7 separate regions of the Mus musculus genome follow, and all the other regions are linked to region 6. A link is a contact called in public HiChIP or PLAC-seq and promoter capture Hi-C data. All regions are on one chromosome and are shown on one strand. Each heading gives the region's core, a stretch centred on a gene start, on an enhancer-like site or on the middle of the called end of the contact. The rest is flanking DNA. Distances are from core to core; before and after follow the strand shown.

The links. Promoter capture Hi-C pulls out the DNA fragments that hold promoters and counts their contacts. HiChIP or PLAC-seq counts read pairs in DNA pulled down with a chosen protein or histone mark.
Region 1: an H3K4me3 HiChIP or PLAC-seq map of pro-B cells shows a contact between it and region 6, with 14 times the contacts expected there. The contact joins the enhancer-like site here to the promoter of Cmtm7 in region 6. A contact is called at or near these places in 2 of 39 promoter capture datasets (liver and pre-B cells), 1 of 15 datasets of contacts at CTCF or cohesin (large pre-B cells) and 2 of 115 datasets of contacts at active chromatin or transcription factors (large pre-B cells and pro-B cells).
Region 2: an H3K4me3 HiChIP or PLAC-seq map of embryonic forebrain shows a contact between it and region 6, with 4 times the contacts expected there. The contact joins the promoter of Tgfbr2 here to the promoter of Cmtm7 in region 6. A contact is called at or near these places in 2 of 39 promoter capture datasets (the HPC-7 cell line and pre-B cells), 6 of 115 datasets of contacts at active chromatin or transcription factors (the 230-238 cell line, DN3 thymocytes, embryonic forebrain and 3 more) and 2 of 9 other capture datasets (adipose tissue and liver).
Region 3: a contact with region 6 is called in an H3K27ac HiChIP or PLAC-seq map of microglia, with 6 times the contacts expected there. The contact joins the enhancer-like site here to the promoter of Cmtm7 in region 6. A contact is called at or near these places in 7 of 39 promoter capture datasets (the 3T3-L1 cell line, the C10 cell line, the HPC-7 cell line and 3 more), 2 of 115 datasets of contacts at active chromatin or transcription factors (bone marrow-derived dendritic cells and microglia) and 1 of 9 other capture datasets (adipose tissue).
Region 4: an H3K4me3 HiChIP or PLAC-seq map of pro-B cells shows a contact between it and region 6, with 7 times the contacts expected there. The contact joins the promoter of D730003K21Rik here to the promoter of Cmtm7 in region 6. A contact is called at or near these places in 5 of 39 promoter capture datasets (the 3T3-L1 cell line, the C10 cell line, the HPC-7 cell line and 2 more), 1 of 15 datasets of contacts at CTCF or cohesin (large pre-B cells) and 4 of 115 datasets of contacts at active chromatin or transcription factors (the 230-238 cell line, double positive thymocytes, extraembryonic endoderm stem cells and 1 more).
Region 5: an H3K4me3 HiChIP or PLAC-seq map of pro-B cells shows a contact between it and region 6, with 10 times the contacts expected there. The contact joins the enhancer-like site here to the promoter of Cmtm7 in region 6. A contact is called at or near these places in 4 of 39 promoter capture datasets (the 3T3-L1 cell line, the C10 cell line, hippocampal neurons and 1 more), 2 of 484 Hi-C or Micro-C datasets (B cells and LSK cells) and 2 of 115 datasets of contacts at active chromatin or transcription factors (large pre-B cells and pro-B cells).
Region 7: a contact with region 6 is called in a promoter capture Hi-C map of pre-B cells. The contact joins the enhancer-like site here to the promoter of Cmtm7 in region 6. A contact is called at or near these places in 5 of 39 promoter capture datasets (the 3T3-L1 cell line, hippocampal neurons, liver and 2 more) and 2 of 115 datasets of contacts at active chromatin or transcription factors (large pre-B cells and pro-B cells).

The regions. Positions count from the first base shown.
Region 1 is chr9:116,382,821-116,385,933 of GRCm38.p6, reverse strand. No RefSeq gene overlaps it. Among named protein-coding and RNA genes, the nearest start is that of Gm31559, 8.5 kb to the left of the region's middle. Within about 2 kb of position 1,518, at least 220 of the 459 cell types and tissues checked have an H3K27ac peak or open chromatin away from gene starts, as enhancers often do. A contact at or near this core is called in pre-B cells and pro-B cells, where this site is marked.
Region 2 is chr9:116,173,977-116,177,051 of GRCm38.p6, reverse strand. It overlaps Tgfbr2 (transforming growth factor, beta receptor II), which reads left to right and starts at 1,689. Exons shown (of 8, transcript NM_009371.3): 1 at 1,689-2,108. The coding sequence starts at 2,015. It overlaps Gm40582 (a long non-coding RNA gene), which reads right to left and starts at 1,408. Exons shown (of 3, transcript XR_871320.3): 1 at 1,316-1,408; 2 at 1,033-1,141; 3 at 1-341.
Region 3 is chr9:116,135,233-116,138,469 of GRCm38.p6, reverse strand. The region is part of intron 2 of Tgfbr2 (transforming growth factor, beta receptor II); the gene reads left to right. Among named protein-coding and RNA genes, the nearest start is that of Gm31292, 8.5 kb to the left of the region's middle. Within about 2 kb of position 1,454, at least 90 of the 459 cell types and tissues checked have an H3K27ac peak or open chromatin away from gene starts, as enhancers often do. A contact at or near this core is called in the HPC-7 cell line, bone marrow-derived dendritic cells, liver and 1 more, where this site is marked.
Region 4 is chr9:116,325,892-116,329,005 of GRCm38.p6, reverse strand. It overlaps D730003K21Rik (a long non-coding RNA gene), which reads right to left and starts at 1,683. Exons shown (of 4, transcript XR_871324.2): 1 at 1,361-1,683.
Region 5 is chr9:116,364,763-116,367,989 of GRCm38.p6, reverse strand. No RefSeq gene overlaps it. Among named protein-coding and RNA genes, the nearest start is that of Gm31559, 27 kb to the left of the region's middle. Within about 2 kb of position 1,614, at least 116 of the 459 cell types and tissues checked have an H3K27ac peak or open chromatin away from gene starts, as enhancers often do. A contact at or near this core is called in B cells, LSK cells, pre-B cells and 1 more, where this site is marked.
Region 6 is chr9:114,780,601-114,783,676 of GRCm38.p6, reverse strand. Cmtm7 (CKLF-like MARVEL transmembrane domain containing 7) reads left to right here and starts at 1,684. Exons shown (of 5, transcript NM_133978.2): 1 at 1,684-2,009. The coding sequence starts at 1,875. It overlaps Gm9888 (a long non-coding RNA gene), which reads right to left. Exons shown (of 3, transcript XR_003948087.1): 3 at 2,005-2,379.
Region 7 is chr9:116,083,074-116,086,108 of GRCm38.p6, reverse strand. No RefSeq gene overlaps it. Among named protein-coding and RNA genes, the nearest start is that of Gm31014, 30 kb to the right of the region's middle. Within about 2 kb of position 1,783, at least 88 of the 459 cell types and tissues checked have an H3K27ac peak or open chromatin away from gene starts, as enhancers often do. A contact at or near this core is called in liver, neutrophils, pre-B cells and 1 more, where this site is marked.

The DNA of each region.
Region 1 (3,113 bases), core at 269-2,768, 1.6 Mb before region 6:
ACCTCTTTGTGAATAAATCCTCAGGGCCCTTCCTTGTACTTAAGGTAACTGTTTCTTCTTTTCCTGAGCAAGACAGTACCTCAGAAACCTCAGAAACAACAGTCTAGCACAGCCCCCAAATGAGATATGTGCCACTGAACGCCCAGAAGTGGCTGAAGCACTCCCAGGGAGCCATGGAGTAATCTCGGGGCTATCATGGAGTATCAGGGTGCGTAGCCTGCAGCCAGGAGCTTTTCTGATAAAAGAAAAATTATATAGTAACAGACCCTGGTCCTTGAGGAGTAGAGAAATTGTCACTGCTCTTTTATGCACTGTGAGTTTTCGCCTAATGTAAACTCCAGCAGTCTTCCAGCTCTCCACCTGCAAGCTAATCAAGGCTCTTTGGTTCTTACAGAGGACAGAGGTTTAATCTTGGCTTCCTGTCCCCAAAGATCTGTCTCTCTGTGTGGCAGAGATCTCATACGGGACCTGGAGCTCTAGAATGATGGTTGCCACGATTTTGGGGTACATATCAGATAGATGCCTTGTGAGCTCCTAACAAGAAGGAAGTGAAGTGTGTGTGTGTGTGTGTGTGTGTGTGTGTGTGTGTGTCCACAGACTATGAGTGGAGGTCAGAAGGCAACTTTGAGAGTTGGGAGACCAAACTTAGGCCATCAGTCTTGGCAGCAAGCACTTTTGTTCATTGGGCAATCTTACTGGTCTTTTACTTAGACTTTCTTTCTTTCTTTCTTTCTTTCTTTCTTCCTTCCTTCCTTCCTTTTTTTTTTTTAATAGAAATAGAAAACCAACTTAATACTGGAGTTCACAATCCTTGATCTATAATGTAACTCATTTTACAAACCCACAATAGCTCTACATGGAATATTTTCTATATTATACTGTATTATCTAGTATATATAATATACTTCCATGTTGGAAGAGCTAAGTAACACCCACAGCAGTTACCACCATGTGTAGCGAGAGATGGGTGGTCTGTTCAGAGCCTCAGAGCTGATTGTGGGGTGTAATCACGAGCCTTCTGCTTTGGGGTCTAACGACGTGTTTGGAAATGTGGGTGTGGCTGACTTCTCCACAGTCTGAAGGTTTCCACTGTTCCAGATGGCCAGTAAGGAATGCGTGGCCCACCTCTGTGGGATTGAGGAAGCTAGGTGGTATTTCTCGGCAAAGAACACAAAGGAAGTTATTTATGACTTATGCGTTCTTTCAGGTACTAGGGGTGTTTGATTGTATTCATAAGTCGTCTATGAAACAAAATAATGTGTTGGAAAAGCAGAGCTCACTCACGGGGATAGTGATTTTCCCGAGACTAGAGTGTCGAATGACCCCTCCGGGGAGTAGAGGCACTGGCTTAGCCCTGGCAATGCTACAATAGCGTGCCTTCTATATCAAGACTCTGAGGCACCAGGCCGTAGAGCCCCGGCTGGCGCACTGTGAGCACAATTTAGAGCTTGTGATGATTTGAATGAGACACATCTCTTAGGCTCCTGTGTTTGAACACGGCCCCAGCTGGTGGCGCTGTTAGGGAGGGTTGTGGAACCTTGTAGGTGGTGAAGCCTCACTGGAGGAAGTGGGTTACTGTAGGCTGGCCTTGAGGTTTTATGAAAGCATTTCCGGTCTCACTTCATTCTCTGCTCCCTAACAGAGAAGGGACCATTCCTAAGAACCAGCTCCCTCAAGATCCTGCCTTCTTGTATTCGCCATCTGGAAGGACTGTTCCCCACTCCCAGCCGTACCCCTACCCCCACCCCCATCCCCACCCCTTAAGCCATGAAGCAAAATAAACTGGTTCTCCTTTAAGCTGCTTTTCGACCAGAGTGAGAAAAGTAATTCAGCAGAACCTAAAGAAAGGTGTCCTGCCAAGCCTGGCCAGTGTGAACAACAGAGCCAGCAGAGCCAGCAGAGCCAGCATTCCTGTGTTAGACTCTCGCCAGCATCTCAGGCATACCCCATCAAGAACTCTCTGCGAGACAGCCCTGCGGAAAGCCGAAGCCGAGCTGGTGTTTCTGGGGGCTACACTGGCACGGAGACATCAGATACCTCCAGAGCACAAGCAGCCAGGCACAAGTGCTCAAGCCAGTTAGAAACAGCGGCAGCGTCTAGGGAGAGGTGGAGTCCCCGGGTTTGTTGTTTTCCCCTATCAAATTTCTTAGAAAATAGTTGAGGTCAGCGTGTGTTTTGTATCACTTGCATGGAATGCAACAAAGAAGGAGGAGACCACTTTAGTATGAGCTTCGGGTGGAGGGATAAATTTTACTCTCTCTTTATGCTGTGGGCAATGTGTTAACATGCCGCTGGCTGAATTACCCTCGACTTAAAACACCTGAAAGCAATAAATCCAAGTCCTATCAGGTGACTCATGGGAAAGGCATGCCGCTCTCCTCTTCCAGTCCACAGTCCGTGAGTGTGCATGCCAACCACCATCACCTGGAGGCTCATTGAAAACGGTCCGCTGTGTTTCTGATTGAGTGTATTTCTGGGCTGGAACGTGGCCCAGGAATTTGCATAGCAAAGGAACTCCCAAGATGATGCTGACATTGCAGCTCTGGGGTCACCCCCTAAGAATCCTTGTCTTAAGTAAGGGGCTAAGTTGCAGAGCAATGGAGACACCACAAAAACCTGACACACTGACACATGTGTCTATGATCCCAGAGCTCGGAAGATGGAGAAGCCAGAAGGGGTGGAGGAGGTGGCAGCCTGAAGATCATAAGGAATAATCTAATACATATCAAGATCAAGGCCCCCCTTGGACAGCCTCAATAATAAACAAACAAATTCACTACCCCCCAAAAAAGGCTCTCTTAAACCCAAGATTACTCACACAATTCTCTTCTCGGGGACATACCAGGGATCCTACCTGTTAAGGTTCACAATATTAGCCCAACATTTAAAACCATTTTTAAGATCCAACAGATATGCCACATGTCCCACCCAAGAGCTACTGAGACTCACAAGGCTGCTCTGCATCCCTTGTGATTTTGTGCCTTATCAGTGTGGTGGCTCTCCTCCTGCTGTGGTTCCTTCCATTGTCCTTGCTTGAGCCCTGCCCTGTGAATGCTCTAACAATCATACCAGACATCACTGCTCTGTCCCTGCCAGATCCAAGTGCTGGTCTT
Region 2 (3,075 bases), core at 440-2,939, 1.4 Mb before region 6:
ATGAGCTCACACTCAGATGTGCACATACATATACACACACCCCCACACATACATACAGAGCTGGCACAGATGCATCTGAACCCCCAGTACTGGTGAAGCAGAGACAGGAGGATGTCTGGGTTGGTGACTAGCTGGTCTAGCTCATCTTCCATCTCCAGGATCAGTGGGAAGCTCATTTGAGGCAGGGAACTAGAGAGGCCGCTCTGAGATGCAGAACATGTGCAGTTTCTACAGAGACCCAGAGTCAGTTCCCGGCACTCACATAGTCACCTCCTGGATGCGTGGCTTGTGCCGCCTTGGGTGACCCGAGTTCCAGAAGGTTCTATGTCCTTTTATAGCTTCTGCAACAGGCATGCACATGATGCACATACAGACATGAAAGCAAGGTACTCACACATACAGTAAAATGAACCCTTAAAAACAAATCAGGCAGCTAGGCAGTGGTGGCACACGCCTTTAATCCCAGCACTTGGAAGGCAGAGGCAGGCAGGCAGATTTCTGAGTTCGAGGCCAGCCTAGTCTACAGAGTGAGTTCCAGGACAGCCAGGTCTATACAGAGAAACCCTGTCTCAAAAACCAAAAAAACAAAAAAACAAAAACAAAAAAACAGGCCGTGCTGCACACAGACAGGCGCACGCGCGCACGCACACACACACACTGTAGAGATTGTCTCTGGAAAACATGGTCACCCCAGAAAGAATGGAAATTTTGATGGGTCTTCCTACTGATAGCCTTTCTACCTCCAGCCAAGTATTTTCTCTCCTTACTCGAATTATCTTATCGAAGAGCGATCATTGAAAAGCAGACTCCACCACCAAAGACACTTTTTTTTGTTGTTTTTTGGGTTTTTGTTTGTTTGTTTGTTTGTTTTCCCAGACAGTATAGCTTTGGCTGCCCTGGAACTCACTCTGTATAATAGGCTGGCCCTGAACTCACAGAGACCCGCCCACGTGTGCCATCATCGTCTGGCCCCAAACATACTTTAATTTCTTTAGTTTCTTAGAGGCAACACCCTGAAAATATCAGCCCTACCTTGATCACAGAGCTTCACCCAGCAAACCACGCCCAGGAAACGGTCCTTCCAATGGGAGGCTCTACCCAGGTGCTCATTAGACATGCAGACACTCTGGGTTCAGACCTACTGAACCAGAACCTGCAGGTTAGCTAAATTCACAACCCAACGTGATTAATACGCACATTAAACTCTGAGACAAACTCCTGGATTTTGTTCCACAGTAAAAAACAGTCCTTTACAACGTGATCACACATGCATGTACATAAAACTGAAACTAAGCTCTAGTGAAGAAGTGCTTACCTTTATTTTATTAGGGGAAGCAACGTGTTCGGGACTCTGAAGCTACATTTCAGAGCTCTCTCCTGGGTCTCAATGGAATTATGAAGCCCCTGGGAGTAATGCCTAGAAGGTGTGGGGGTGCCTGGAGGTGTATCAAGGAAAGTGGTTTACACCACTTTCGAGCTTGTTTTGCGAAAAGTGCGCTTAGTCACTTCTGAGTTTGAACTTGGAGCCCAGACTTGGCGGGGTGGGGGTTGCGTGGGAGCGCTGGGAGTGGGCAGCTAAAAGTTTGTAGAGTCCAGGCAAGGTCCAATCCAGCGGCCTTGATTGGCGGCCGGAGGAAGGCGAGGGCTGGAAGCTGGAGGAGAGGGCCGGAGCTGGAAGGCTCTCCGGCGGCGAGAGGTCCTGCCCAGCTGTTGGCGAGGAGTTTCCTGTTTCCCTCTCGGCGCCCGGGTAAAGTTGATGAGTGAGTCACTCGCGCGCACCGACCGACGACACCCCCCGCGCGCGCACACGCTCGCCTGGGGGACGGAGCCCCAGCCTCCTGCTCAGCTCTCCTCGGCCGCCGGGGGCCTCCTCCGGGCCTCCGAGCTCCGGGGATCGCCGGCCACATCTGGCCCGCATCCTGAGAGGGCGAGGAGTAAAGGCGCAGCCCGGGGTCCCCGAGGCTCGGTTCGTGGCGCACCAGGGGCCGGTCTATGACGAGCGACGGGGGCTGCCATGGGTCGGGGGCTGCTCCGGGGCCTGTGGCCGCTGCATATCGTCCTGTGGACGCGCATCGCCAGCACGATCCCGCCGCACGTTCCCAAGTCGGGTGAGTGAGTGGCCAGGGCGCGACCCTGGGGGTTCACTGGGGCTCCCCGCTCCTCCTCCAGCCCCCAGGGCAGCGATTGACAGTCGGCCGCGGGACCCGGTGCGAGAGCGGAAACGGGAAGTTTGTAGCGGCCCGAGTCGGTTCAGGCCCGCGGGGATCCGGGCAAGATCTCTCGCAAAAGAGCAGGACAGTCCACTTGCAGGGGACTTGGGGACGCTCCTGACCCCCTTTGTGCGCGCACGAAAGGCCAGGTCGGCCGCGAGGGGCCTGGAGCCCCGGAAAGGGAAGTTTAAGAAGTTGGAACTTGGAGGAGCATCGGCAGGGGACTGGACGCCCAGCTGCTGCACACCTGGGCCGCTTACTGCCCTAGACACCGCGACTGAGCCAGACTCTCAGTCCTCAGCTTTGCCATCTCGGGAGGGATTCTGGGCCGTGACTCACTGGATACAAGTTAGAGAAGAGAACTGATCTCTATCCTCGCTGATTCCTGGCCTGCCGGGATGAGGACCCAGTGAGGGTGGTCAGGTTGATGGCTGAGAAAAATCTAGTGCATGCCTACTAAGTGATGGACTATAGGGATGCTGCCTGGAATGAAAGATCTCAGCAGCTACTATTCAATGGAAACACCTAACCCAGGTTGTCCTCCAGGTCCCATCGCAGGGGTTAGTTAAGGGAGAAAAGCAGGCTCTAGGGCTCCTTCCTAAGGGTTTGCTTGGAAAGTTTAAAATCTGGCATTTTAACTCTAAAGTTAGAGTTAGGGCCACGATCTGGGCAAGTCACATGACTCTGGGCCTCAGTTTTCCCTACTGTACAATGCAGTGGTTCAGTTTGTGAAAGTTTACACTCTTTTCATCACTGGCTTTCCATGACCTTCCCTAGTAACTAAGAGGATGGCCAGGGTCGATTTGGGGTGAAATGCAGAGATTGCGGTGGCCGTGTGTGTGTGTGTGTGTGTGTGTGTGTGTGT
Region 3 (3,237 bases), core at 205-2,704, 1.4 Mb before region 6:
AATATTTACCTTTAAAAAATGTATATTATTTAGAACAGGGGCCTTCATTAGTTGGAGCTTGCCAAATAAGTCAGCTAGGCTAACTGGCCAGCAGACTCCAAGAATATGCCTGTGTCCAACTTCCAATTGCACTGCCATGCCCAGCTCCCTCCTGCCTGCCTTCCTTCCTCCTTCCTTCCTTCCTTCCTTCCTTCCTTCCTTCCTTCCTTCCTTCCTTCCTTTCTCTTTCTTTCTTTCTTTCTTTCTTTCTTTCTTTCTTTCTTTCTTTCTTTCTTTCTTTCTTTCTCTCTCTCTCTCTCTCTCTCTCTCTCTCTCTCTCTCTCTCTCTCTTTCTTTTGTCTTTCTTTCTTTCTTTTTTGTCATGGGGGCTGAGGATTAAAATCCGTTCTGAGCTATAGTCTCTCTATCCCACATTTAGCTTTTTAATGAAACCTTAGTCCTGGCACTGCCATGAAGCTATTCTGCATATACAATTGGCAGCTGTAGTTAATTGTTTTTGACCAAAGGAGGTTACCATCGATCATGTGACTCTGTTGTACACTACAAAAGTGAGCAGTGGAGTTTCCTGGGGAAGAACTCTGACCAGAAACTTCATCATGAGTTCCTGTCTGGTTTCCATACTTCTAGTCTGCTCTATGAATGTCTAACACACCAGCCCCCACAGCTCTGTGAGCTTGTGCACGAGCTACACCTGCAGATTCAATATTTCCCCTGAGGGATTTGAGTGTGTATTCACACTTGACAAGCTCAGCTTCAAGGCATAGTGAGTTCTGTTCACTACTTGCTGTGGGTTATTCTTCAAGATGCTTTGCCTTCGACTGCAGCAATAGCAATGGCACTCTTAAATATACAGCACCAAGCCAGGCATCACAGTCATGTGTGGAGTCAATGAGTTCTCAGGTTCTCCACAAACCTGGACCGTACTAAAGGGGTGCATGAATTCAGAGGTATATGAGTAGGGCTGGTGAATCGCTCATCAGATATAAGTCCTCTTTGCACAGTCCTGAAGAACCTAGTTGGATCCCTGAGACCCAAGTAAAGCTGGAAGAGAAAACCAACTCTACAAAGTTATCCCGTGTCCATGCTAGGGCATGCTGTGCCCCCACCTCACATACACGAGAATAATCAATAATCAGGAGAACACAGTTCAATGTTACATGAAGACACTGCTGGCAGAATGTTAAGCATTCTTGATGAATTTTCCCCTAACCTTCCAGCCACCAGTAAACACTGTTTCAAAGACATGGGCCAAGAAGTCCTAATCCCAATTTAAAAATCTGAGCCCTTCTTACCCCCACAATCCTTAGACAACAGTGCTTGTCTAGAAATTAACACCTCCCTTCCCAGTGAGAGCTCAGAGCCTTCGGCAGTGAGTTTGGGGCAATGGGAGAGAACGATGCAGTAACCTTTGTGCCGGGGTGAAGGTTTTGCTATTACTCAAGGGCTTGTGGAAGAGAAGTGAAATGTGTTATGTCTCATGAGTCTGTCACATGCTCTGACAGCTGTCCCTTTCATAGGACAGCATGAGACTTTCTAGGTGAGAGAGCCTCCTATTACTGGAACTTCTTTTCAGAGAACACTTCGAATAATTAATTTGCCTGCTACTGGTATAAAATTCCCAAAGGATGGCCAGCCGCTAATGGAGGATCTGTAGCAATTAAAATGTGTTGCCTTCATAGCAGACTGTTTAAGCAAACACACGGTGTGTAACAAAGCTATCAAACTGAAAAGCGTTTTGAATTTTGGGTTGAGGTTGTTGAAGAGTCAGTTAGGTTGTCTTGGTGGTGTTGGAGTTGTTTTGTGTCTTTACATAAGGGCTGGTGAAGTGGAAACTCCTGGTTTAAGCCTACAGTCTGGGGACTGAAGTCAGGATCTCCTGCTTGCAAGGCAAGTGATGCACTGACTAGCTCACCCCTCCGGCTAGGAGAGAGTTCTTGGGTTTGTTTAGAATTGTATCTTTGTCCCTAGCTGTTGATCTAGATGCACATCCTTGCGGTGCCATCCCTTTGGCCTCTGAAGCATCACAGATTAAACATAAGAATCACTGCTGTGTGCGTAAGGGCTTGGCTGGCACCGATTCTCCCTAGGGATTGGGACAGGCATATGCAGCACGACTGCCTCCCTCCACCTGTCCTCATGACCTCACGAGGTCTTTGGGAATTCTTGAGGGAGGGAGGCTTGGGATTTCACCTGTTGCTTTGAGGCTGCTGGGGCATTTGTGACCCTCCTGAAAGCATGAACTGAACAAAAGCTGGTGTTTCTCTGCTCCCTGTTCCAGAGTGAATTCGTAAAGCTTTTAACAGAATGACATGAGGCCAACACAGATGACCAATATTGCTATAGTCTGAAAGTGACTGTCTTGCCAAACAGTTTCACAAAAGGCCAGGGGGTGGCTGTCACATACAGGGAAGAGAATATTGGTCTAAAGGGAAAAGGTTGAAGGTTTATAGGCTTCCGGGAGCTGATGGGATTGTTAGTGGGCAGTGATCTCGGTCAGCTAACCTCTGTCAGGGGTTCCCAGGTCAGGGTGAATTGTATTGATCATGCCTTGTGTAAGGTTTTCATAGAGGAATCCAAGGAGGTAGAAAAGGAAGAGGAGGGAAGAAAATATCCCGACTGAACCTTAACTGTGGTACCTTCTGCTTTGCTGTAATGGTGGAAAAATGAAATAAACAAAAAGGCAAAGCGTGCCCCCAGCTGGCGCTGAGAAGTCTACATTCCCCTTATCTACTGCCCTTCCAAATGCCCACGCTTCCAAATGTGAGGTGTGGGGTGCTGTTCCCCTTTCTCTCAAAGATCAATGAAGAGACTTTCTCAGACCTCCTAGGAGGGCAGCAGGCAAGGTGATCTGTGTCATGCTGCTCTGGTCAGCTCAGGTTGTGGCAGGGAGCATCAAGAGCTTTGTGAGTTGCTCTCTTAGTTTCCCTCCCCCTCCCCTCCTCCCCCTCCCCTTCCCATTGCCCTCCCCCCCTCCCTTCCTTCTTTCTTCCTTTCCTTCCTTTTCTCTCTCTATTTTGCTGGCCCCATCTGTTTCTTTCCTGTTAGGCCTGTTTGCCCAGCACCAGCCCTAGGCACTTACCCCTGTCAACACCTCTGTTGGGTGGCTTCTGTAGCCGCTGCTGTCATCAGTCTCCTCTGCTTTTGTGGCTACCCTGTCATTGTGTCTCTGTTCTCTCACATCTAAGCTTTTGCTAGACAAGAACTGGCCACCCCGGGAAAGGAGCCGCACAGGAGCAG
Region 4 (3,114 bases), core at 434-2,933, 1.5 Mb before region 6:
ACTAGAGTTCAGTTCCTATCACCAACATCAGGAGACTCACAGCTGCCTCTAACTCCAGCTTCAGGAAAACTGGACACTTTCTTGTCTCCACTGGCACCTGCACATGTGCAAAAGCCATACACGCACACACATGCACATAATTAAGAGACTTTTTTAAAAAAAGAATCTGATGGTGACATGTATGTCAGAAAATGGAGAGATTGAGAAACATTGCAATTTTCTTTTGCCTGTTCATTATTGTTATCACACACACACACACACACACACACACATTCACATTTTTGTGGATTTAGTAATTTTAAAATGCATGGCCTGAATCATGCCTTCCTGTTGTTTTTGAAGGGGGCGAGGGGGTGTTCAATTGGTTTTTGTTGTTGTTGTTGCTTTTGAAATCAGTGTAAGGTGACTTTTCTTTTGAGTCTTCAGAAGAACAATGATAAATTCCTTTAAAAGACAAAAGTGTGTTTTTTCCCAAATCTGTTGCCCAGAACAGACAAGCCAACATCTTCCCTAGGGAGAAAGGAAGAACAAAGGGTGCTGTCAACACAGGAAGGCTGCTGGGAGGCAGATGCAGGCCCCCTGCCACCCTGGTTAGAGAAAGGCAGGAAGCCAGGCCTGCTGGTCCTAGGGCTTCCAGGAGAAGCCCTCTGAGCACCCCGCAGGAGGGAGAAAACCCCCAGGCAGAGAAGAGGTGACTTCTTAGGCTGTTCTCTTGTCCTCCGTGTAAGATCAGTTTCTAAATCTGTGCAATCTCCCAAGGATAAAGGCCGACTCCCCCTCTCCCCAGGACAGTACTGGAAAGAGGGTGAAGGAACTTTACCAAGTCTTACAAAAACCATCTCGGATTACTTCAGACCAGCTCTACAGGAAAGGGAGTTTACATAGTCCATTTTCTGTGCTGACTTAGCTAGGGGAGACATCTGAGGACCAGGATTCTATCTCTTCATAGTCTCAGGGCAGAAAGAATCTACAAGGTAGGGTATGGAAGGCCCACATTAGCTATTTGCCATTTGTTTGTTTGTTCGTATGTAGCATCTTACGTGGCTCAGACTGGCCTCCAACCCACTAGATAGCAATAGATAGAAAACCTTGAACTCCTGGTCCTCCTGCCTCTGCCTGACAAGTGCTGTGATAGCTGGCATACGATACCATACCCACTTTGTGCCTTGCAGAGCTTGGAACCCAGGGGTTTGCAAGCACTTTACCAACTGAGATAGGACATTTCAGAGCGCATTACTCAGCTGCTGTGGGTCACACAGGAACTGCTGATGTCTGTCTCCCTGTGACAGAGGGCAGAAGCCAAGCATACAGTTCTGTGTCCCTCACCAGGTCTCTTCCTTCAGGTTCCCCAGCTCCTCACCTGGGTAGATGTCCATTAGAAAATAATCAACTGTGCCAGCGTTCCCTGCAAGTCGGTGGTGTGTTTGAAGTTGGAAGCATCAGGCAGAGGTTCCTGGAAGTTCCAACTTACTTTTGTGACCTCCAAGCCACAATCCTGGAGTTTTTCCACATTTACACGGGCTCTTCCTCCTTGATTAATACTCCTGCTCACTTTGGACTCTATGCCAGTTAGAACAAGAGCTGAATACAGAACTTACTTAGCTACTTCCTGGAACCATGAAATTCCAAATCGCTCTGATAGGTACTGAGAAGGCCTATGGAAGCTAGGCTGATTCCATGACAGGCTTCACATTGGCAGTTAAGGAGACTAGGCCTAAATCTCTGTTTCTAAGAACTGGGCAAGTCCAGGCAAGTCCAGGCCTCAGAAGCTGCCCTGCCACCTATCGTGAGGCAAGGACAATGGGTCAGCAGCAGTTTCCAGACTTCCTCAGCAACAGTTTCTAGATCTTCCCAGCAGGTTCACAGCTCCTACACCCCAGTAATGGAATGTCCATAGAGATAGACCCAACAGATTAACATAGAAGTCACCTATCCCAGAATTACCTAATGTGCTTTAAATCAGGCCTGCAAGCTCACTTGGTTGTCTCTCTATCTTGGCATTGGAGAGACCCCAGCATGCTGGACTTCTGCAAAGTAAAACACTCTCCGTTTACGTACTATTTGAGTCTGGGGTATCATTCTTCAGTGACTCATGGATCCTTACGTTACCATACTCCATGTACCTACAGCCAAACCCACTCATTGTCATCCTGACTCTAGGTGGAAATCCACTAATGTTCAAGGAACTGGGCTTGACCTGGTGACTAACCACATGGTTGGATGAGGGAAGATGGGGGTGTTGGGATTTGATAAGATCAAGTCATGAAAACACAGTTATAGAACCAGAAAATGGGGACAGTGCTAAGTAACCCTTCTAAATGTGTGAAAGCAACAGTTGGAAATGTCTAGAATCCTGAATTGTTTCAAGGAATATATGTTTATGTTCTATGTCTAGGTGTATGAGTATTTATGAGTACTTGCAAGGGTATATATGCATATTTATCTTTATACACAGAGTTAGGCAAACAACATATCACCCAGCAGCCATATCCATGGATCTCATTGTTGACATACATTTTTTTAGTCAAGGTATATGTTTTGTGTGTGTGTGTGTGTGTGTGTGTGTGTGTGTGTGTGTGTGCCACAATAGTGAAAGTGAAGCAAGCTCATGTATGGAACTTACCAGTGGCATTGAAGACGTTTGGGGTGGTAGCCAGCCTACTGTTGATAACCCAGCACCTCGCCTGCCACCTGTTTTTAGTTTTACCGACTGTTTGCTTGGTTTGTTGATTTGTTCGTTTGTTGGTTGATTTGATCCACAAACTAAGAATAATTTTACATCTATAACTGGTTAGAAAGAAATCTGTCTCTAAGCATCATGATACACACCTGGCATGCCAACACTCTGTGAGGCTGAGGACTACTCTAATTTTGAGGCCATCCTGAGCTAGAGTAAGTTCAAGGCTATCATGCAATGCATAGTAGAATTTTGTCTCAAGCAAACAGACCCACAAGCTGAAAACAAACTTTGGCTTGGAAGGTCATAAGCCTTAGGGGGAAAGGTAGATATTTTGTTTAAAAAAAATAGACATATAGCTACACCGTCTCCTAAGAACTTATATTTATATCTACAGACTATTGCTACCCACAGCTTGGCCAAAGAAGCTTCTCTTT
Region 5 (3,227 bases), core at 365-2,864, 1.6 Mb before region 6:
ACAGGAGAATGCAGAAAACTGTTGATAGAAAGGTGTGAGATTCTGGAGGGCAGAGTGAGCTTTCAAAGGGATGGGAGGAGCCGGAGAGGAGGAAGTGGGAGAAAGGACAGGGAGAAGGGAATGGATGAGGAGGAGAGGAGAGAGGACAGGGAGAAGGAAGTAGTAGAGAAGAGAGGACAGGGAGGAGAGAAGGAAGGAGGAGAGAGAGGACAGGGAGGAGGGAATGGAGGAGGAGGAGAGGAGAGAGTGTGGGATGGTGGACCATGCCAGGAAGCTTGGTAGGTAGAGCAGGTCCAAGTCCCCAGAAACTCAGGGTACACACCTGAGAAGGTGGGCAGCTTCCTGCTCCCTGGCCTGGAACATGTGACACGCTTCCCTCATAAGGAAATAAGAAAGAGAAAGAAAGAAAGAAAGAAAGAAAGAAAGAAAGAAAGAAAGAAAGAAAGAAAGAAAGAAAGGAAGGAAGGAAGGAAGGAAGGAAGGAAGGAAGGAAGGAAGGAAGGAAGGAAGAAAGAAAGAAAGAAAGAAAGAAAGAAAGAAAGAAAGAAAGAAAGAAAGAAAGAAAGAAAGGAAGGAAGAAAGGAAGAAAGGAAGAAAGGAAGAAAGGAAGAAAGGAAGAAAGAGAAACAGAGACATAACCATGAGAAGTAACACACACCTCAGAATGCAGAAGGGCTTTCCCATTTTTCCATTAGAAGGCATCTTGCATTGTCCTGGTTGCCAGCATCTCACTGGGCCCCTTGCAAAAGGTTTCGTCTCTGTTTTGTATTTTGAAGAGGAAGGTAGACAAAGTAGTGTTCCTTAATCATATGTGGAGTTCATTTCACCAAATCAGACCATTAAAGAGGAAAGCCTGCGTAAAGGAGAATCCAGCCTATTACCTGGGAGTTAACTCCTCCATGCAATCTCAGATTTCATTCCAATTCCTAAAGCTCTTCCTCAGAAGCCTTCTCTAGTGGGAGTGCTGGGTTGCCTCTACCCAGCTCTCTTATTACAAGGAAAGAAACCTCACTGTAGCAGTAGGTCGAGCATGGCTTCTGAGTGAGCACTGGCACATGGCACAGGATGATGACATCGCTGGCCCTCGGTCTCCGAACCTCCCATACTGAGTAACAGTATTTACATCAAAAGGTAACAATGGCCGGGCGGTGGTGGTGCACGCCCTTAAACCCAGCACTTGGGAGGCAGAGGCAGGCAGATTTCTGAGTTGGAGGCCAGCCTGGTCTACAAAGTGAGTTCCAGGACAGCTAGGGCTATACAGAGAAACCCTGTCTCAAAAAGCTAAAAAGAAAAAAAAAAAAAAAAAGGTAACAATGAATTGAAGGAAGATACAGAGGAAATACCAACTGAGATTATTTTTCTTCTTTCACATTCTTTCTCCTTCAGTTTCAAACTAATTGGCTTGCTAACATGGTCTCTAAGGCCGCCTCAAACTTTATGGTTTTTGGAGGTGAGACCTTTTGCTGGAAATACTTTTTTATATTCAGTCTGTTTTCCTGGTTGCATTTCCTGTAAAAAAGTTGCAAGAATCGTCAGAGAATGGAGACAAAGAGGAAAGGGAGCAGAGGAAGTGGCAGCGTGGCTTCCTGTGTGTCTGCGTCACCAACTGCAGCTGCTGTGGTTTGCACGAAGGAAAGCTCCGGACAGCCCCTAGAACAGCGACTGCAGAAGCCACTCTGCAGACACTCAAAGCGGGCATAGTTCAAAAATGGGAACTGGGAAGGATGCGGAGCCAGTGAGGATGTCTGAGGGACATAGAATCAAAGAAAAGTCACCCAGAGGAAGGAAGGGAAAGAGAGGTTATGAACAAGGGACGGAAAGAAGAAAGAAGGGGGAGAGAGGGAGGAAGAAGGAGTAGTCATTTCAACTCAGCTGTAGTTTGGCACTTTATCAGGAATACAAGTACATTGTACCATGTCCCCAATAACACAGAGCATAAACACTTGACTCCATTTTACATGTAGTCAGCCAATGAGCTGATCAAGTCAGGACACACAAAGACAAGGGACTCTGATGGCTGCCCCTCTTACATGCTGATTCCCAGTGGGGTGAGCCAGATGTACAGCTCAAACTAGAGTCATCAAAAGTAGGGAGATAGCTCAAAGGGTAAACCACTTGCTGCCAAACCTGACCGTCTGAGCTGGGTTACAGGGCACACATGGTGTTGGGAGAATTTTTACACAGAATGAGAAAGTTTATTACACATACAAGGGATAGGGAGAAGCGGGGAGAGAGAGAAGAAGAAGGAGAAGGAGGAGAGGAAGACAACAGTGACGACAACAGCACTCAATGCAAAGGTCACAGATGTGGGGCTGGTACTTTGTATTCCAGCCTTAGTGTCACAGGCAATTAGGCTGCAAATAGATTCTGAAAAAATAATAATTGCATAAATCAAAGTTCTATTTACTTTCTTATATCAGTATTGATTCTACGTGTCCTTATCCAATTAATATTCCGCAGCTCTCACTGCCTACCCCCTGCAGCCTCGCGCTCTCTGAGCCAGGAGCCCATCTGTGCCTGCATGTCAGGAAGATGCTCTCTGAAATAAGGCAGCTCCCGAGAAAGCGCAGAGCACCAGGAGCCTGAACTCCTGTGCTCACCTCCGTTTGTTTCTAGATCCAGCTGCTCCTGAGACCTCCTGGTTCCCTCTAGGTTTTCTAACTCTAACTTTGCTCCCTAAGCGAAGGATCGAATAGCACTGATTAACTCTGCAGACTGATAAATGCCCTTGTGCTTGGCAGCACTGTGAATCATAGCTATTGACTAGCACTGAGATTTGCAGGCACTGGCAGACATGGGAAGGCTGATGGGAAGGGGAGGAGTGAGCTTTCTGTGGAGGATCCTGGGATTTCATGGGAAAGAAGATTTTCAAAGTGTAAAAGGTCAAGGTTTGAGGGAACCCGAACACCACCAAGCCTGTCAACTGGCGCACCACTTCTGGGACTCACGTGGTAAGAGAACAGCCTTCTGCAAGTTGTCTTCTGATCTTCATAAAGCTCTGCAGCACACACATGCGTGTATACACATGCACACATGCTCACACATACACATGTGCACGTGCACACACACACACAGCTCTGCAGCACATACACGCATGTACACACAAGCACACATGCTCACACACACACATACATACATACATACATACATACATACATACACAGATGCATGCACACACACAGCTCTGCAGCATGCACATAGGGAAATCTGTAATTCTTGGCACCATA
Region 6 (3,076 bases), core at 435-2,934:
AAAAAGTGACCTGTAAGCAGGACACTGTCATGGGCAGGGAAGGTTTGATACATCTGATACGGTTGATGCTGTAAGCTGGGACCTATGCAAAGGTAGGTACTTAGAATACATGAGAGAAGAGGAGACTGTGGGGTTTTTGGCGTTATAAGGGGTAACCATTTTGGCTGAGCATATTAGCAAAATGTATAGTCTGATCTCTGGCCATTTTAACTTTTGATGAGGCTTCAATCTTGTTGACTATCAAAACAAAAAAGTCTTCCTTGGACTGGAGAGATGACTCATTGAATGATTAAGAGCACCAGCTGCTCTTCCAGAGAACCCAAGTTCAATTCCCAGCCTGCACATGGCAACTTAAAACTGTAACTCCAGCTTTGTAATTTCTTCTGGCTTCTGCAGGCACCCGGCACACACATGGCGCACAGAGCTAGATGTGGGCAGAACACCCATACACATAAAATAAATTCACTAAGTTAAAAAAAAAATCAAAGAATCTATTTAAAAAAAAAAGTCTTAGGCAGTAGTGGCACACGCTTTTAACCCCAGTACTGGGGAGGCAGAGGCAGACAGATCTCTGAGTTTGAGGCCAGCCTGGATTCCAGAGTGAGTTCCAGGACAGCCAGTAATATACAGAGAAACCCTGCGTGTGGGCAGGGAGCATAAATTAGGACTAACCTGGTGTTGTTTGACTTCTAACACTGAGACAAACAAACTTCTATTCACCCCAGGTCCAATAACAGACCAGGAAAAGAAAAGTAAACATTCCATCATGAGACAAAAGAATCTCTCCTCTTTTCTTAGGCTGCTTTTATCAGACATTTTCTATGTCCTGAGATAGACGAATCTCTCTTCACCGAAGAGTAAGGTAGACAGAGTGACAGAGCAGGACACTAGACATCCTCCACTGGCCTCTGTATACACACACACACACACACACACACACACACACACACATACATACTTAAAAAGATGTACTGCGATGCTGAGAGTGGTGTCCTGATTAGCTTTAACTGTCGACTTTGACAGTGCCTAGAGTCACCTCGGTTGGGTATGGTATCATTCCAGCACCCGGGAAGCAGAGGCAAGGAGAATACCTGCGAGTTTGAGGCTAGCTGGGTTTATACAGGAGTTCCAGGTTAGCCAGTGGTACACACTGAGAGCCTGGCTTGTTTGTTTGTTTTGTTTGTTTTTGAGGCAGGATCTCTCTGTGTAGTCCTGGCTGTCCTGGGGCTCACTATGTAGACTAGGTTGACCTCGAACTCACAGAGATCCTCCTGCCTCTGCCTTCCTAGTGCTGGAATTAAAAATAAGTGCTACCCAACTCTGGCAAGAGAGAGTATGTTTTTAGAAAGAAAGAAAAAAAGGCAAAAATAACAACAACAAAAAAAAATAATAAGAAAGAAAGCAGAATGGTGGGAGGGTGGGGGAGGAAGGTCCTGAGGCGATGGACCTGTTTTTATTGCTGTAGGTGATGGTGGCACAGGTGCGTGCCCCGTGCACACACACAGAAGCAGAAATGAACAGCGCAGCACGGTATGCTCAGGGCATTTCCCCCTACTCGTGTCAGTACCTAGTAGCAGCCGCACCCACACAAAAAATCCCTGGAGGCTCATCACCAGCTGTGACCTGGGCGGTGCGCTCCTGGGAGAGGCCAGGGCCCCAGGCGTCCGGTTTCCTGCCCACGCCAGTCCAACTTCCGCGTGTCTAGAGGGCAGGGGCTTGCGGGGCATCTGCTCCCGAGTCCTCTCCGGGTCCGGCCGCAGCTGGGAAGAGGGAGCCGTGCGCCCCGCCCCTGAGGCTCCGCCCCGTCCCGTCCCAGCTTCACCGGCCAGAGGTCCCCGGGCCTCGGAGGCGGCCAGCCCGGGCTGGGTCGCGCGATGTCTCATGGATCGGGGCTCGTCCGGACCACGTGCAGCAGCGGCGGCGCGCTGGGGCCAGGCCAGCCCTCGGAGGGACTGCTGGACCGGGTGTACCCGCTCACCCACGGCGCCCTGTTCAAAGTGGCGCAGATGGTAAGAAGAGTGGAGTGGAACCTGGGGACCCGTACACGGGGCTGCACCTGGCCCGGACCTTGGGAGCACCGCGCGCCCCTTTGATGCCCCAGTGTCCCCCTAGAAAGTTCCGGGAACAGCCGACAGGATCCCTGGCCCCCTCACTTCTCCAGCTGCCTCCCTACCGGGCCCAGCTCACTTCCCCACCGAAACCCGGGGTGCGAGTTCCTCCTCGTCTTCCTTCCTCTTCTCCAGGCCGCACGTCTCGCACCCGGGCTGGGGGAGGGAGAGTCTCCTGCTATCCCCTGCCATCTCCAGGCCGCGCACGGGCTCCCGCCCGAGAGGGTAGAGCTCGGCGACAAGAGGGCTCGGCTTGACTTTCGAATCTCTGCTGGGGATCGGGAGAAGCGCCGCCTTTCAGACCATCGCCAGGTCCCCTGCGCCCTGTCAGCCTTCCGAGGCGCCTCAGAAGGCAGAACTAGTTAACTAGGTTAACTAGGCAGGCTTGTGGCTAGGGGGCTTCTGGTGCTCGCTTGGAGCCAGGCAGGGCAAGGCGAGCAGCCGGCTGTTACTGTGACCAGAGCTGCACAAAAGCTTCTGGCCCGACCAGAAGTTTACCAGGCCTGATCCTGTTCGCTCTCTACCCACCCTTCTTTTTTCCCTCCCGTTTTTGTTTTTCAACCTCTGTGCAAATGTCTCGTCTACAATACCTTTTCTGTTTGTGTGGTGTGTTTTGAAACTGGGCTGGGCCGTTTGAATTCCCTACTTATCATGGGTGGAGAGGGGAGTGGTGGTTTGTAGAAAGCTGCGGAGAGATGTAGGGACCCCAGTGCAAGGTCACAGACCCGGAAGCTGGGACCTGCCAGCGAAGCTGGAGCAGCCTCCCCCCTCCCCGACCCCCCCCCCCCGGGGCTGGTACAGGGCCAGAGCTTTGTGCCTTCCATAACCGTTATTTTGGATGCCTAGAGTGTAGAAAGGTGGGAGGAAGACGTTCCGCCTCTCCTGAGAAGGGTGCCTAAATGGACCAAGATTGGGACACAGGCAGTTTTAATACGGAACTAAAAAGGTCTGGTGCTAAGCAGTCTTGG
Region 7 (3,035 bases), core at 534-3,033, 1.3 Mb before region 6:
CGATGAGCATTCACCCATCAGGCCAGGGAGGGCAGGAAGGCACGCACTCCCAGGGGGAAGGACTGGATTGTCAGAACACAGGCTCCTGAGATACAGTCTGGGGCAAAGCCAAGTTATCCAGGACCTAAAATTTTGTGCAACCAAAGTGCCTGCTTTTCTGTATTTCTTCTTGTCTCCTGATGAAAACTGGCCAGCGCGATGGGACTACATCGGGAGGCGACATACATGAGGAAATGCCCGGTAGTCCATGTACATGTCTTTCTATCTCTGTGCCCATAGCCATCCCGTTTTGCTCTAGGAGAGCCAGAATGTTCTTTTTTCTCCACTTAATTTACCCAGCACTCCCCTGACAAGGTCTGAAGAAATGCTTGCTGTGAGAACAATGGGAAGAGGCACTCTTCTTCCGGGTGAGGGTAGCATTTCTTCACTTGTGAGATGTGTGCGTGTGCCTGAGATGGTTTCACAATTTGCCAGCCATCTAGAACATTTTTGTTTGTTTGTTTGTTTGTTTTAGCAGATATGCGCTTATCTCAAAAGATATTAGAAAGAGAGTAGAACTTGAAGCCTGGACTTTCACAAGTGTTGTTTCTTGAATGGCTGATGAGTAAAACACTGATTTTTGTAAGTCATTGGGAGATGAACACACTTATTTATAACGATCACAGGAGATGAGTTCACCGGGCTGCCAATTCTTGTCTAAAAATAGACACAGCCGCTGGGCGGTGGTGGCACACGCCTTTAATCCCAGCACTTGGGAGGCAGAGGCAGGCAGATTTCTGAGTTCCAGGCTAGCCTGGTCTACAGAGTGAGTTCCAGGACAGCCAGGGCTACACAGAGAAATCCTGTCTCGAAAACCAAAAAAAAAAAAAAAAAAAAAAAAAAAGACAGCTTATTAAACGCAGGAATGGAAGTGGCCTAACAAGCCCTGAGAAAAGAGCTCCAAAAAAAAATCTGACCACTTGGTGCACAGCCCTTTAGAGGGGTTTCATAGTCCTTACCTCTCCTGCTTGTATTTCCGGGGCTCCTCGCCATCCCCCATCCTACTCCCTGCACATGTGTGCATGGGCATGCTCTGTTCTGTGGATGATACTCAGGTAAGGATGGGCTGCCAGTTTTCCTTTGCAAGCTGGCTGGTACGTGCGTGCGTGCGTGCGTGCGCGCACGCGCTAGGGAAGCAACACAAAGCCCTGGAGAGCTCAATGGTCTGACTCAATGGTTATGCTACATTTCTGGTTGCTCGCTCTGACAAGCGGGAGGGGGGGGGGGCAGAGAAGTTTCTTTGCGTTTACAGTTGAAGGTGACGCAATCCATTGTGGTTCAGAAGACTTGGCAGCACGAACCGGAGGCCGCTGGTCACACAGTGTCTATGAGAGCTAAGTTATGTTTTAAGATTTAATTACTGTGCATACGAGATCCACAAAACAGAATATGTCTCCAACCTTGCCCAAGGACAGATACTTCCTGAAATATAGCAGGCAGCTATTGTTTTGCTCCTCTAAACAACTTTTTTGCCCAGGTACACAGGTTGTGGTCGATGACATGTAGGTGGGAGGTATGTGGGTAGGAAATACGTCAGGAAGTACATTTGACTCTCATTGGATGTAGGCAGGCGGTACACAGCCAGGAATTACATCAGGACATATGTTCGCCAATGATTGGACCTGGTGGGGTACATAACAGCCTTACAGATTTGCCTTTATTAACTACTGTAGAATGTGACCTGTCCCCATTTTCTGGGAACCCCAGAGTGGAATTAGCCAGAGTTCATCACCCTGGCCAATGTTTAATTAAAGCTTGCTTCAGATTTGGCTCAAAATTGTATTACTGGACTTATTATCATCTGGTAGGATTAACACTGTCCACAATCAGGAAGCAAACTTCAGAGGCGGAACCTTGGTACAGAACCGGAAGTGAACCCTCGATGGCCCACTTCCTCCTTGAGGTTCCACTCACTTCAATTCCCACGGGTTTCCAAATTAGCTCCACCAGCCTGGGCTCAAGTGCAAGCCGTTGGGGCCATTCACACTCAAACCAGACCACTAGCTCAAACTCCAGAGTAGAGAAGATGCCCTTAGCACTGGAGAGCTGGAGAGAGCAGCTGACCAGAGCACAAAAAGCAAAAGTCTTATTGTACAAGACCAAATGTACAAGGTCTATGGGCTCAGTCCCAAGAGCCTTGGCCAAAACAGAAGCCAAGGTCTTCTGACCCACCTCTAGGCTCTGTTCCACCCCGGTCATTTGAGTTCTGGCTACTGTAAGGTCAGGAGTATTAGCAGTGGGCTTTCCGAGGGCCCTCGGGAAGGACCCTGTGCCTCCTGCAACTCACTGACTTTTAGATGCAAGGCCTGTTCTGCTCCAAGGACTTCCTGTTTTGGGGTGACCTTTTATTTTTTTGTCTTAAATTCAGTGTGCAAATGACATGCTAATGGCCCTGTCTTGAAGGCACTTGCTTCCCTAGGTGACAGACAGGGAACTTTTCATCTAAACCAGCCTGTCTATCCCTTTTTCAGGAAAGCTACCCCGGTTGGCATCTGCACATCTCCTTCATTTTCCCCTGAAGTAACTGCCTAATCACTGCTTATCACGCTTCTAATTAGTTTCCTTTTTTTTTTTTTCACTTGAATAATTATGGCTTCATACTTTATGGGTTGGGGGCCATGCCTTTCAGGCCTGCTTTGCAAAGACTGCTGATCAAGACAAGATTGGGAACTTGCACACATTTCAAGGCCTGCCAATCAGTTGCGCATGGCATAATCTATTCTGGTATATCTCCTGATACTCGCGGCACTTAAAAATAGCTTGTTAATCATCTTCCTACTCTAATTAAGCAGGCATCTCGCTTTTATTTTATTATATTTTTTTGAGAATTTCTCACATGATCACTCTTTACATCATTTCCACCCCTCGCTCTCTCCCACCCTGATCTTCCTTCCTCTCTCCCCTCCCAGTCCTATGTTTTCCAAAGGATCATTTCAACATAGTCCAAATGCTGAAGAGATGTGTCTGCTGTGGCATATTCTGGTCTTCCACAGTGA